4 separate regions of the Sus scrofa genome follow, and regions 1, 2 and 3 are each linked to region 4. The links are chromatin contacts, called in public Hi-C maps. All regions are on one chromosome and are shown on one strand. The core of a region is the stretch at or near the end of the contact, and the rest is flanking DNA. Distances in the headings are between cores, read along the strand shown. Region 1 overlaps FNDC3B (fibronectin type III domain-containing protein 3B). Region 2 overlaps FNDC3B (fibronectin type III domain-containing protein 3B). Region 3 overlaps FNDC3B (fibronectin type III domain-containing protein 3B). Region 4 has its middle 4.6 kb from the start of TMEM212.

Region 1 (2,806 bases), core at 200-2,699, 350 kb before region 4:
TAGCCCAGACATTGAAAACAGCAGGAGCATTTGGTAAGAGTCTAGTCTAGCAATAGAAATGATTGAAGAATTATGTAGGAGGCCTATGAAAAATGGTTCTTAAAGTTCATCTCTGGACAAAACAAAACAGCAAGTTCATTATATCCAGCCTGAAGCTGGATCTCCCAAGATCTCAGGGCCCTACTCCTCACATTAAACTTCATCACCCTATCCAAATGGAACATAACTTAGACCACAAATGAAAACACTCAGATACACTTATCTAAATGAACCCTAAGATTCACTTTCTTTGTTTTGATTTTTAATGGCAGATTTTAATGGCAGATAATCCATGGATTTGCTTATTTGTAGTTAAACCAGACCTTATACATTCCAAAACTCCGAGGAATGATACAAATACAATTCAGTAATACTGAGGTTGGGCTTCGGATATTTTACAAAGAAAACTTCCTGCAAACATTAACACCAAAATTAAAATAAAGGCATCAAAAAGGGCATTCTTCAAAGCTTTTTAAAGTAAAATTTTCCTAGCATGTTTTCTCTATGCCCATAAAGGGCATCAGAGAGCCCTCACTTTCTCATACAGGGTAATGAGGACCATTCTGCCCAACTACTGGTATTCTAGCTAATAACAAATTCAAGAGGAAGGTGCCAAAAAAAAAAGAAAAAAACCCAAAAAACAAAAACAGTTGGAATGGGTGAGCATAATTTCAGTGAAACCCTCCAAGAGAGTCTTGTTGAGGGTAAAATTTTGTTAGAGCTGAGTATTTTAAATTTTGTTTTAAATGTCTTGAGATAAAACAAAAACTGATGTTTTTAAGAAATGTCCATTAATTCTGTGCAGAAAAAAAAAAGAAAGATTATTCATTAAAAGGCTATATAACAGAGACAGCAACTAAGCAACGTGCCAGCAGGAATGGGGCAGAACTTATTCACTGAGGCCCTGCGTATTTTAAAGGGGTCGCTTTCATTCTCTCACCCACTTTCTCTGCTCTCAGAAAGGGTTATGAAAGGGAAGAGGGATGAATAAAACCTTGTCCACTCTTCTGCCCCAGACCTCAACTCCCACCCCAGCCTGCCTTCTCCTGGGAAGTTCAGAACAGCAAGCAAAAGACAGGACAGCAAATAGATATTTTCATAACAATTCTGTGAAGAACACAGGGGCAAATGGGCACTTCCTATTTTATTTGTGTTCTGCTTTACAAGTCCAAGGTCATGCTCTAGAGAGGCAAGTTTGAAAATAGTACTGAAATTATTAACCTGACAACAATACGTGACTGCATTCCTCTCAAGATCTGGTTTACATTATTCATCTGTTAGAAATGAAAGAACATTAAAACACTGCCCACCTGAAAGCTGAATTACAAATAATAATAATGCATAGCTTTACCAACATATCATTACACAGTATACTGAGAGAGTTCAATTATCCATTGCTCTGATGAGGTTTACAAAGCAAACCACAGAGGATCCCTTGCAACTGCCCTCAAGACTGGCTCTCGCCTCCGCCAACCCATGAGAGTGAGTGCCAGAAAGGAAGTCTTTGACAACATTCTAAAGGCATTTTATAGACAACATTCCAACATGGCTTACTACCTTGGTTCTTTCAACTGGTGCACCTCAAAAAAAGGAAAGAGCAAGGGAGAAATGTCTGGGATCCATGGATTAGAAATGCTAAAGAAAACCAATAGCTATTATGGAAGTAGAAAAAAAGATAAGCCAAATGTTGCATAGCACACAAATCATAGTTTATCTACCTGATGCCACTTTTCCTCCAATCAATAAGGCTATTCACTCACTAACAATCACACAATTTCAGGCTAGAAGCTGCCTCTCAACCAAAGACCAGCAATCTTCTGAAATTAACTTAATTTTACAAAAGTGTTTTGATTGCTAATAAAAATTCTCTCAATTGTCCAGTGGCTGGGACCTAATAATGGGGTTTGAGATAACTAGCTCAATTTATAGTTCTAGTCTCTACCCTACCTAAACCATGTAGAGGAGGCCAAGAGAATACATGAGAGTTCCTTTAGACCAGACATGTCGACACAGCTTGTTGCTCCTACTCTTTTGTTTGTATGTGAAAAACAAAGGGCAGGCTGAGATTGACAGTAAACAACAACTACACATAGTTAGACTCTCCCATTTGAAGTCTGATCAAACGCAGTCAGTAAACACCTCCAAGTACCTGCAGGAAGGTTAGGTCACCCTGGCCAGTTATTTTCTTAGCTATAAAAATGAGCTGACACAGTTATTGTTCAAGGGGAAGCTGACTGCTTTATGGCATGGATGCTTTCTGGTCCTGGCACATTGGTTCAACAGAAACAAATCATGTTACTGAGCAGGCTACAATTTCACTTTCAAATATCAAGCCTTACTTTACAAAGGGGAGGCTGAGACAAATGAAAATGGAAGGTTTAAGCCTGGGGAACAGACTGTCAGAAAGCTCTCCTAGCCAATTAACTGCTGTCTTTCCTGAGCTAAAACAAACAAACAAACAAAAACAGCAAGCTTCTCAAGAGACTGATAAATGATACATTTTAAGGGTACCTCATCCAGACAACTACAAACTAATCAGGGGTGGTCAAGACCAGGACATATTAGGGTAGGTAAGAAGGGGAAAATGCAAAATTATCAACATTTTCAATTAAAAAAATCAGAACAAGAATTTCACATATGGTCCCATCAATGGTTGAACAGCAATATAGCCACAGATATATGCAGTATACAAACATGAGCAATTCATAAATCTCTTCTTCGCAAAATGTTCACATTCTACTCCAGACACTCCCACTCAGATTAAACT
Region 2 (2,832 bases), core at 272-2,771, 270 kb before region 4:
AAGTAAATGAACATCATAAAACATAAGGAAAGCCATTGCAAACAACTGCTTCAACTTAGGAATTAAGCTTTCATAATACGCAGTTTTAGAAGTCAACTTTATTTACTGTATGGACCATAATTTATCTGTTTTTGAAAATTACTTATTGAAATCAAAACCATTTCATCTTTAAAAACTAAGCCTTTAATATCCATGTATTTTGCTTCTTCTAATAATTCACCACCAGAAACACTGCTGGGATACTAAAATTTTTAAATCTGGAAATACATTAACTGGAGAAAACAGGACCATTCAGGGAAAAGCAATACAAGCTTCATCACTGGTGCTTCTCATTTCTTAAATTATAAGTTATTTTAAGGCAATTTATTTTTCCTGTACAGGATCTGTGTCAATAATCTTTCAGTCTTAAGTATTCAAATTCTCACCAATGTAAACACATTGTGCCATTCTAGGAACTCAAAAGGAAATCCCTTCAAATCTCTATGGAGTGATTAAGACATTTCGATTGCTTTCTTGAAACTGAGTTTTAAAGTCATTCCTAATATGAAAATAGTTTTAATTTAACTTTACTTTTATAAACACATAGAACATACATCAACTACAATAGAACAAAACAATACTCCAAAAGAGACAATCACCCATATCTTTTTAAAAGTCCTTAAACCAATTCTAACATTGCTATAACAGCAGAAACCATCTGCTTTGTTTAAACCTTGAGAGAGACACCAATAATGTATGCCTATAGAATTATTAGTCAAAAAAAAAACCAACAGTGAACACTACAAGTATGACTCAGATATTCTTTGACAATCCCAATTTCATATATTCTCTTCTGTTATACTCATAACATGTCCTAAATGCTAGTTTTGAAAATATAATTCACCAATATTATGGAAAGTCCCAGGCCAGGAAAAGGATTTCTGGATTGGAATATGTTCCAAGATCTGTCACATTATCTGCTTATCATATTGCAGGAAAAGTGTCTGTAACAGTTCCTCAGTGGTCACTGACACTAGGCCACAATTCAAAGAATGGCCCAGAGGCATTCAGCCTCCAAAAGCCCCTTATTTATGCCTTCCCTTCTCTTTTCACGGGAGGCCCACTCCCAACCCCTACCCCACTTCTTCAGGGAGAAAGACAGGTAAAGGGCTTGTACACATCCTATTAAAATACCTCTCTTCAAATATTTAGTTCCTGTAATTTTCCCTGCTGCTGTGTTGCTATGGCAACCAGATTATAATCTACCAAGTTACCTCAGAAACCAGGCAAATCTCCTGTGTCCCAATATCAATTTTTCTTAGTAAGAGCAAAAGCCATTATTTAAGCAAACTGTATTCATCCTGGCATTGAGATATTTTTAAAGAAAGCATTTTATTATGCAGAGACAGACGGACCACCTTGCTGTTTTCATTGTCAATAAAGGAGAGATAAAAATAAAGTTTTGACAGCCCAGTGATCTGTCCCTGACCAGAGATATGAATGAGATGGCGGCAGTAGGCCTTGCATCACGCAGCCTTGAGGAGCATGAGTCACACTCTGGCAGGCTCCTTGGCACGTAACCTTTCATATACAAGTCTATCAGTCCGTCTGTCTCTCTCTTTCTCTGAATAGCACTCTCTTTCAATCTTTCTCTCTCTCCACCCCCTCTTTCACCCTTCTCTTCTTCCTTCCCTCCTTCTTTCTCTTTTTAGCCACAAAGCAGACATAACAGTTACACGTTCTCTTAAATACAGAATATAAAACATAATATCACTGTCCAAACCTCATCATTTTTTGTATACTCAGTAAGCATTTCCTGCTTTTCCAAAGTCAGCATTAAAACAAGTCATGCTGTATTCTGTGTCTTGTCAGGAGGGCAAAAAAAAGAACAAAGATTTTAACCTCTGATATATTTTTCCCCCAGAGATGTTAAAACCAAACTATGTTAATCAAATCATAAGAGCATACTTCAGACTACTATTGCTTCATCAGCTCTGTTTCAAATCTGTTAGTGCTATACAAACCAAGCAGCCTGAAATAAGCAAAAGAAATTTATTAAGACTTAATGAAAAATAAGTGACCATTCTTCCAAAGTCCACAGAAATAATAAAACGAGGTAGAATTAACCTAATTAAGCAAAAGGCTAAACACTGTATCCTGGGAAAGCTTTACCCAACAAAACAACTGAAACAGGTATAACACATCTTTCCTTAGAGGTATAAATCTAAATATAACTCTTTTTAACTCATTAATGATTAACCACAAGATCAACAGTACCTAAGACTTCTCCTGGAGGCAAATTCCTAATTTTTACCTCAAACGAAATACTACCAGCCATCTGAGTAAACAATTACTGCCACATATATGTGTCCATCACAAAAGCTTCTGCTGGGAAAGCAGTACTGAGGAACCAAAGATGAAATGTTAACATCTGCATCATTCTGCAAAGTTAAATCCCATACCCAGGCAATCAAGACATAAACTGTGCTAGGAGAGGAGATCCCATTTCACTTCCAGAGCTTTTCCCACTTGCCATGTTCTGTGAAGCTGTCTTAGCTGTTTCATGTATGAATGAACATTCTCATTTAGAGCCAGCATTTATGATTATCCAACAGATATCTTTGGGGGGAAAAATTATACAACCTAAAAGCTGCAGAAGAGTTTCATGTAAGGGCAGGACATACAAGACAAGGGAGCCCCCACTGGTACTTACTTACACACTGTGTCAAGGCACAAGAACATCCAGATTTTAGAGATGGGGAAACTCAGGCTTAAAGAGGATAAGTAACTTGTACAAAGTCACAAAATACAAAATGACTGAGCCAGCACTGGAATCCAGCTCTGTCTGACCAA
Region 3 (3,145 bases), core at 331-2,830, 460 kb before region 4:
CCCTTTATATTACTTGATTTCCAGGTAAAATCTTATTTTAGATTTCTACTTTCTTTTCCCTTTTTTTCTGGTTATGTAGTTAATATTACTATATGACTCACACATGTCATAATAGTTTCACAGACAACTGCAAATATTTATCAACATTCTGATGGCAGTCATTTCACTGAAGTAATTCACACAGCAAGTGAGCCACAATATCCTTCTACCAGATACCCACATATACCACATGATGAACTTCAATGTGAAAAATTCCTGAAGTTTATGACTCTTGATAAGATGACAACAACAGCAAAAACTAAAGTTTTCCTAATTCATAGTAACTTAAAAATTCTGTATGTCACAATTTAATTCAGAGGACATACCTAAATTTTGACATTTATTTTCAATATTAACTTTATAAATCAGTTTTTATATGAAATATTGCTACTTTTTGAGGGCAAGCCATTGGAGAATGAAAGACATATTCAGAAATTACCACATTCAAATCAGTAATACATTCCAAATTTAGGAGGAAAAAATATAATCAGAAAAATCATAAAGTTAATGAAAAGCTCTTAAAATGGTCAATTTTACCAGTTTGTGGAATTCTTAGGATGTTTCTCATATAGCTATTCCAAATGTATAGAACTCCCTTAAGTAATATGGTTTGCTGTTTATTGGTCTGTCACTATGGAAATTAGTAAGTTTTTAAAAAATCTGTCAAAAAAGCGTCAGTATGAGCACCAACAAAACATACCCCATTTGACACTAAAGCCATGAGATGTAACTGGTCCTTTAATGAGGGGTCTTGTAGGAGGTCCAGGCCTGTCAGGACTCGTTGTACATACCAAAACTTCACTTGGGCAGCTTTTCCCTTCCATATTAGAAGCAGTCAGCTACAACACAACCAAGGAAACAATATACTTTAGATACCAGGTATTAAACCAGTGGTATTAAACTTTCCACATGGAAGATCAGGGTATCCATAAACTCACACAGACAGACATTCTCTCTCAATCTCAAACCACTAATTTATAAGTGTTTCTTTAATGGGGTACTTATTTTCTATATAGTTTTGCTATTAACAACTAAAAACAAAATAAGGTAGGTATTAGCTAAAGACATTTTTTACCCTTTCAAGAGGACAAAACAAAACCAGTATGTCACCACCTGGTTCATAGTGTTTTGTGGAAGGGAAATATGGGGGAAAAGGCAGACAAAAATAACCTCGCTTATTTAAGCATAGGGCAACGCCACCTTGTGGACAAATGCTAGCAATGTATCTATGTTCTCATAGCCAGTATCAAATAACAAGGGTTTTCTAAAATATCCAAAAACTATCATTTTCCTCTAATAGTCACACATTCCACTCGATAATATAACAATTATTTATTGAGTGACTATTGCATATCAAATAACACCATTTGGCACAAAAGTTAAGAGAAGGAATGGTGGAATCAGAAGACAACCACATCTCTTCAAAATGCAGTGTTGCACTAGAAAATACAGTGCTGCGCTAGGATCACTAAACACTACAGCAGCACAGAAGGCAGCCTGCTGTTTCCTCTCTCTTAAAGATTGCAAAATTGTCTTGGGCAACAACACAAAGTCCCATGGTGACATTAATGGTGACTGTTGATGACAAAAGCAGAGCCCGAGGGGGGAGGAGGTGGGTAACAGCAAAGAAAAAGAGAAACAGGTGAGAAAAGAAAATGGGCATAAGAGCAAAGGAAAATGAAGAATAAAAGGGAAGTCTGATTAAAGTGAGAAATTCTGGAGAGAAAGGTATGAAGTGCAGGTGAGAGAGGTGTGCTGGGCACCTGGTTTGGGTCTTCATCCATGTTGTAGTGCACATTACAGCTGCACTTTGTTACAGCTTTTCTTTCTCAAAAGTGGATTTTAAAATTAAAGTATGGGAGTTCCCTGGTGGCACAGTGTGTTAAGGATCGGCATTGGTGTAGCTGTGGCGCAAGCTGCAACTGTGGTGCATGTTCGATCCCTGACCCAGACTTCCACATGTCTTGGGGTGAGGCCAATAAATAAATAAAACAGAATAAAAGTGTGATGTGTATTTTACACATATTATTATAAAAGTGTAAAGTGTAGCAAACTTGAGAAATTTTTAACTTGTAGAGTCGATTTAAAATGGCATGGGGTGAAACGTAAAACAGCTTCATTTTTAAGCAGTGCAGGTAACAAAATGACTGACTCACCCTGAATTTATACTGTGTGCTTCTTTTGAGATTTTTCACAGTACAGGTTAAGTCCTCTCCAGTGTATTTTGGGTGGAAAAGGTTATCCTGAAAAGGCAAAGCCAGAAAGAAACATCAGTACCATAAAGTCCAGGCCTTAAATACTTTGTATGTATAATTTTTATATTGCCTCCTTCTATCATCACCAGTGGGCCAGAAGTCTGATTCTTTAAAAGTGAAAATGTAACTCTATCACATTATAATTTATTCTGGATCTGGGCAACTTTATTGTGAGACTAACACTAATTTGAATGAGAACAATGCTCTCTCTTTGAGAGAATGTCAGTTTGCTTTGGAATAGGTACCACCATATGCTTTTCTCACAGAGTAAACTTTTTCTGGTTACTCAATAAGCATTTTAAACAAAGAATTTAACCACTAGATTGATGAAGCAGTATATACTTAAAAAATTATTTAACAATGTTGTCATGAAGGTCTTCCTGCACTGAGGTCCTCACTGTTGAGCTCCAACATGCTATGCAGGAGTTTCTGTCGTGGTTTGGTGAAAACAAATCTGACTAGTATTTGTGAGGAGGGTTCGATCCCTGGCCTGCTCAGTGGGTTAAGGATCTGGTGTTGCTGTGAGCTGTGGTGTAGGTCGCAGATGTGGCTCGGATCTGGCGTTGCTGTGGCTGTGGCGTAGGCCAGCAGCCACAGCTCGGATTAGACCCCTAACCTGGGAACCTCCATATGCCGTGGGTGCAGCCCTAAAAAGACAAAAAAAAAAAAAAAAAAATCTGAAGATTTCCAAGGTGTGGGGAAAACATATAAAGCAAGTGATAGAAGCTTAAAAAAAAAATGTTATGTAATAAACCATGGCTGGGCTTTCTGACACAGTGTCCCCTTTCCGGCCAAGGGCAAAACGACAGCTTGGATGGAGAAAACATAAGCCTTCAAAGGGATAAATATCC
Region 4 (3,117 bases), core at 148-2,647:
GCTTTATTTCCCTGGCAGCTTCAAGTGACTAGCTTCATTTGTTTACACGTTAGAGAGGTGGTTCCTGTAGCGGAAAGAACATGGCCTTTGGCATTAGAAAGACCTGGGTTTGATATTGAGGATTCCATCTGCTATATACAAAAGGAGTGAAAAAAATTGGAAAATTAATAATCTGCTCACCCTAGCGCAGAAACAGATTCAAGCACAACGGATACCTTTACCATGGAAAATACGGCAGTCACCATCTTAACTGAGCACTGGAGCTTTGTATCACCAACCTCAAGACAAACTGACCTCGTTGACCCCTGATAGGATGCAGTGGAAGGACACACCATCACCTGTGTAGTGTTTTCGGTAAAAATGTTTAACCTGAATCTAATCACAAAGAAACTACGCAACTCAGATTACTGGGACATTTTACAAAGTGCTAGCCGGGACTCCTCAAAACTGCCCATATCATGAAAGATAATAAAAAGGTGACTGGGACAATTGGGAAATTTAAATGTGGAGTTTTTATTAGATCACACCAGTAAGTCAATGTTAAGTATCTTGGGAGTAGGGATGGCATTGTGGTTGCATACGGGAATGTCCTGTCAGTGAAACAAGGTAAGTTCATGTTCTTTCTGCTTGCTTTCAGCTTTTCTGTAGGTTTGAGCATTTCAAATTAAAAGATGGGAGGAAGTAAAGGGGGGGAGATCTATAGCTTTAGTAATGTGCAAAAAAATGAGCATGCTGCTCAATAATCTTTGAGAATATTGCTCAATGTAGATGACAGTACAAAGACTGTAAGGCAAAAACAACTTTGATCCCTTCTGTACCAAGGTGAACCTGTCTTCCTAGCATAGGAACGATGGTGAGGTTGCAGAGCTCACTCATACAGACACACAGGTGGATGTGTTTCATACACTTTTTTGTCTTACCAAATACTGCAGGTTCCTAACCGGCTTAAAAATGCTTCCAATGTTCATTCATAATACATACTTCCCTCTGCTTTTCACTGGCTGTTCAATTTCAACTTTGAGTGAACCCTCTCTTCTCATGATGGCTTGGGGTTTAAGGAGAGCAAAGTTCAGTGTTTATCATCCCTCACTGGGAATTGTCAAATTGAAAGGCTTTCAGTCGGCAAGATGTTTGGACCAAAATAGGGATTTGTACATCAACTTGTACTGACCTAATTCAGATTTTTATCTGCCTTTTGTATATCAGACCCTCAAATGTGTTTTGAAATCATCTGGAGTTTATCAGAGTTTTCCCCTGTTTTTGCAAAGCAAAACAACTTAAGTGTGTCACCCGGCAAACTTGTGCAGATTTGCTGTTGGTTGGCTCTCCCAAGCTCTGCAGCTGGAAGGAAACACTCTTATTGGCAGACGTGCTGTGCCAGGCAGCCTCCTACAGGCTACTGTGGAGATGTCTGTCTTTTGGAAAGGCCGTTCCTATCCTGTTTTATCATGGAGATAGAGGAGCCTCAGATAGAACTGATTGTGACAGCCGTGGTGATTGATTGGTGCTTTGGCCACCAAGGAGAGGGGATGAAACTAAGAAAACAGGAAGAGAGAAAACAGTGGGGGTGTCTGGGGAAAAGAGGTGGGGAAAAGATGGAGAGGAGGGAAGGACAACAAGAGGAGTCAGGACATAGAGGAAAACATTCCTGAGGCCAAAAACAGCTTCTTGCGTCACTCACAGATCCAAAGCCTGGGTCTGGACAGAGTTGATTCCGGGACAGAGGAGCGATGGGAGCCATGGGCCGTCTGTGTCCATTTTACGAGAGAGTTGTAGGGAGGACAAAAGGGACAAATTAGGGGGAAAGGGGGGGGGAGCAGAATGAGAAAGAAGCTGCTTGAGTGTTCTGAAATGTTCTCAGATGATGCTTGTTTTTTAAGTTGTTTTAGGGACAAACCTCTAAGTCCTTTTATATGGGAAATGTATATTCACTCAGTTCCTTGTCTTGGCATTTTTGAAAAAGAAAAGAACCAAATTGTTCAATGAGAAACTAAACACCATTTTTGGGTCTAGTTATACCCAGGTAAAAGGCAAAAGTTAGGGAAGAACAGTGAGATGTGTTCACTAAAGCCCTCTACGGTTGTCATTGTTATTCCCATTTTACAGATGGCAAATCTGAGGCTCTAAGATAATAAATAACGAAAGTGACCCAACTAATTAGTGTTGAATCCTTGCTTTGAACTCAGGAATACCTGACTCTGAAGTTTATAATTTTTGTCTGTCTCTAGTAGATCATTATACAGGTGTACTCCATCTTTTTAAACGCCTATGTACATCTGAAAATTGAGCCATGAAGTATCAAGGCACATAGGGCTGCACTCAATTCAAAGATGATGCTGCATACGCACAAAGGAGACCTGATTAGAACTGCTGATTCCACTCCCAGTTACAAAAAAATAAATTAACCAAGAAGTGAACAAAGAGATTCCTTGCTATTTCTTTTCTAAAAATTAGAACAAGGAGGGAACTAAAACCAAAGTTTCTTTTCTGCGTATTGATGTAAAAATCCCAGAATTTCTATCCAGAGCATTGCCAGGGCTGGTTTTCCATTCTGCAGTGCTTCATGTGTGGGCTCTTGCCCTTAATGTGGAGATGGACGGGGATGGTTACCGTATGGAATGTTCCTGAACATCTGTTTGAGGGAGTGTGGGCTAAAACAAATGAACATGATGAGGAGCAGCCTGGTGCAGCAGAAAGAGACCAGGGCTGTATGACCTTGAGTAAATTAAAGCCTCTTATAATCTTTGTGTCCTCAGGAACATGTGGAGGTTAGACCAGATAATTTCTAAGACTCCTCCATATCTAAGATTCCATGGCTTAAAATAAATCCCAAGGGAGCAAACGTACCTAAGTGGCCAAATTGCCTGTCCCTAAGAAGCCTTTATCTGGAAGAATGTTATCTGCTTGAGGACTGGGAACTTCCAACTAGAGCTTCCCCTCTATCTGGTATGAGCAGTGGGCAACTGGTTCTTACTGGACAGATTTCACCCAGAGTTCCTCCAAGGAGCCTCACTTTGACCTTTGTGGCACACAAATAGCCAGTAAATGGAAGCCAACATCCACCAGCTGGACAATTCAAAGGCTCCAAGAAACAAATTGGTGATCTCAGCCCAGCTC

What was found. A called contact is a pair of places that touch in the nucleus more often than the background predicts.
Region 1: a contact with region 4 is called in a Hi-C map of liver, with 5 times the contacts expected there. The contact joins two enhancer-like sites. A contact is called at or near these places in 2 of 47 Hi-C or Micro-C datasets (both in liver) and 1 of 2 datasets of contacts at active chromatin or transcription factors (alveolar macrophages).
Region 2: a Hi-C map of subcutaneous adipose tissue shows a contact between it and region 4, with 2.1 times the contacts expected there. The contact joins two enhancer-like sites. A contact is called at or near these places in 4 of 47 Hi-C or Micro-C datasets (liver, skeletal muscle and subcutaneous adipose tissue) and 2 of 2 datasets of contacts at active chromatin or transcription factors (alveolar macrophages and skeletal muscle).
Region 3: a contact with region 4 is called in a Hi-C map of liver, with 4 times the contacts expected there. The contact joins two enhancer-like sites. A contact is called at or near these places in 1 of 5 promoter capture datasets (liver), 10 of 47 Hi-C or Micro-C datasets (alveolar macrophages, fetal skeletal muscle, heart right ventricle and 6 more) and 2 of 2 datasets of contacts at active chromatin or transcription factors (alveolar macrophages and skeletal muscle).

The regions. Positions count from the first base shown.
Region 1 is chr13:110,756,839-110,759,644 of Sscrofa11.1, reverse strand. All of the region lies in intron 3 of FNDC3B (fibronectin type III domain-containing protein 3B), which reads right to left. Among named protein-coding and RNA genes, the nearest start is that of FNDC3B, 170 kb to the right of the region's middle. Within about 2 kb of position 1,449, at least 7 of the 83 cell types and tissues checked have an H3K27ac peak or open chromatin away from gene starts, as enhancers often do. A contact at or near this core is called in liver, where this site is marked.
Region 2 is chr13:110,677,445-110,680,276 of Sscrofa11.1, reverse strand. The region is part of intron 2 of FNDC3B (fibronectin type III domain-containing protein 3B); the gene reads right to left. Among named protein-coding and RNA genes, the nearest start is that of FNDC3B, 91 kb to the right of the region's middle. Within about 2 kb of position 1,521, at least 30 of the 83 cell types and tissues checked have an H3K27ac peak or open chromatin away from gene starts, as enhancers often do. A contact at or near this core is called in skeletal muscle and subcutaneous adipose tissue, where this site is marked.
Region 3 is chr13:110,871,311-110,874,455 of Sscrofa11.1, reverse strand. It overlaps FNDC3B (fibronectin type III domain-containing protein 3B), which reads right to left. Exons shown (of 26, transcript XM_021069801.1): 14 at 2,196-2,282; 15 at 740-878. Among named protein-coding and RNA genes, the nearest start is that of GHSR, 120 kb to the left of the region's middle. Within about 2 kb of position 1,580, at least 2 of the 83 cell types and tissues checked have an H3K27ac peak or open chromatin away from gene starts, as enhancers often do. A contact at or near this core is called in liver, where this site is marked.
Region 4 is chr13:110,408,256-110,411,372 of Sscrofa11.1, reverse strand. No RefSeq gene overlaps it. Among named protein-coding and RNA genes, the nearest start is that of TMEM212, 4.6 kb to the left of the region's middle. Within about 2 kb of position 1,397, at least 24 of the 83 cell types and tissues checked have an H3K27ac peak or open chromatin away from gene starts, as enhancers often do. A contact at or near this core is called in liver, skeletal muscle and subcutaneous adipose tissue, where this site is marked.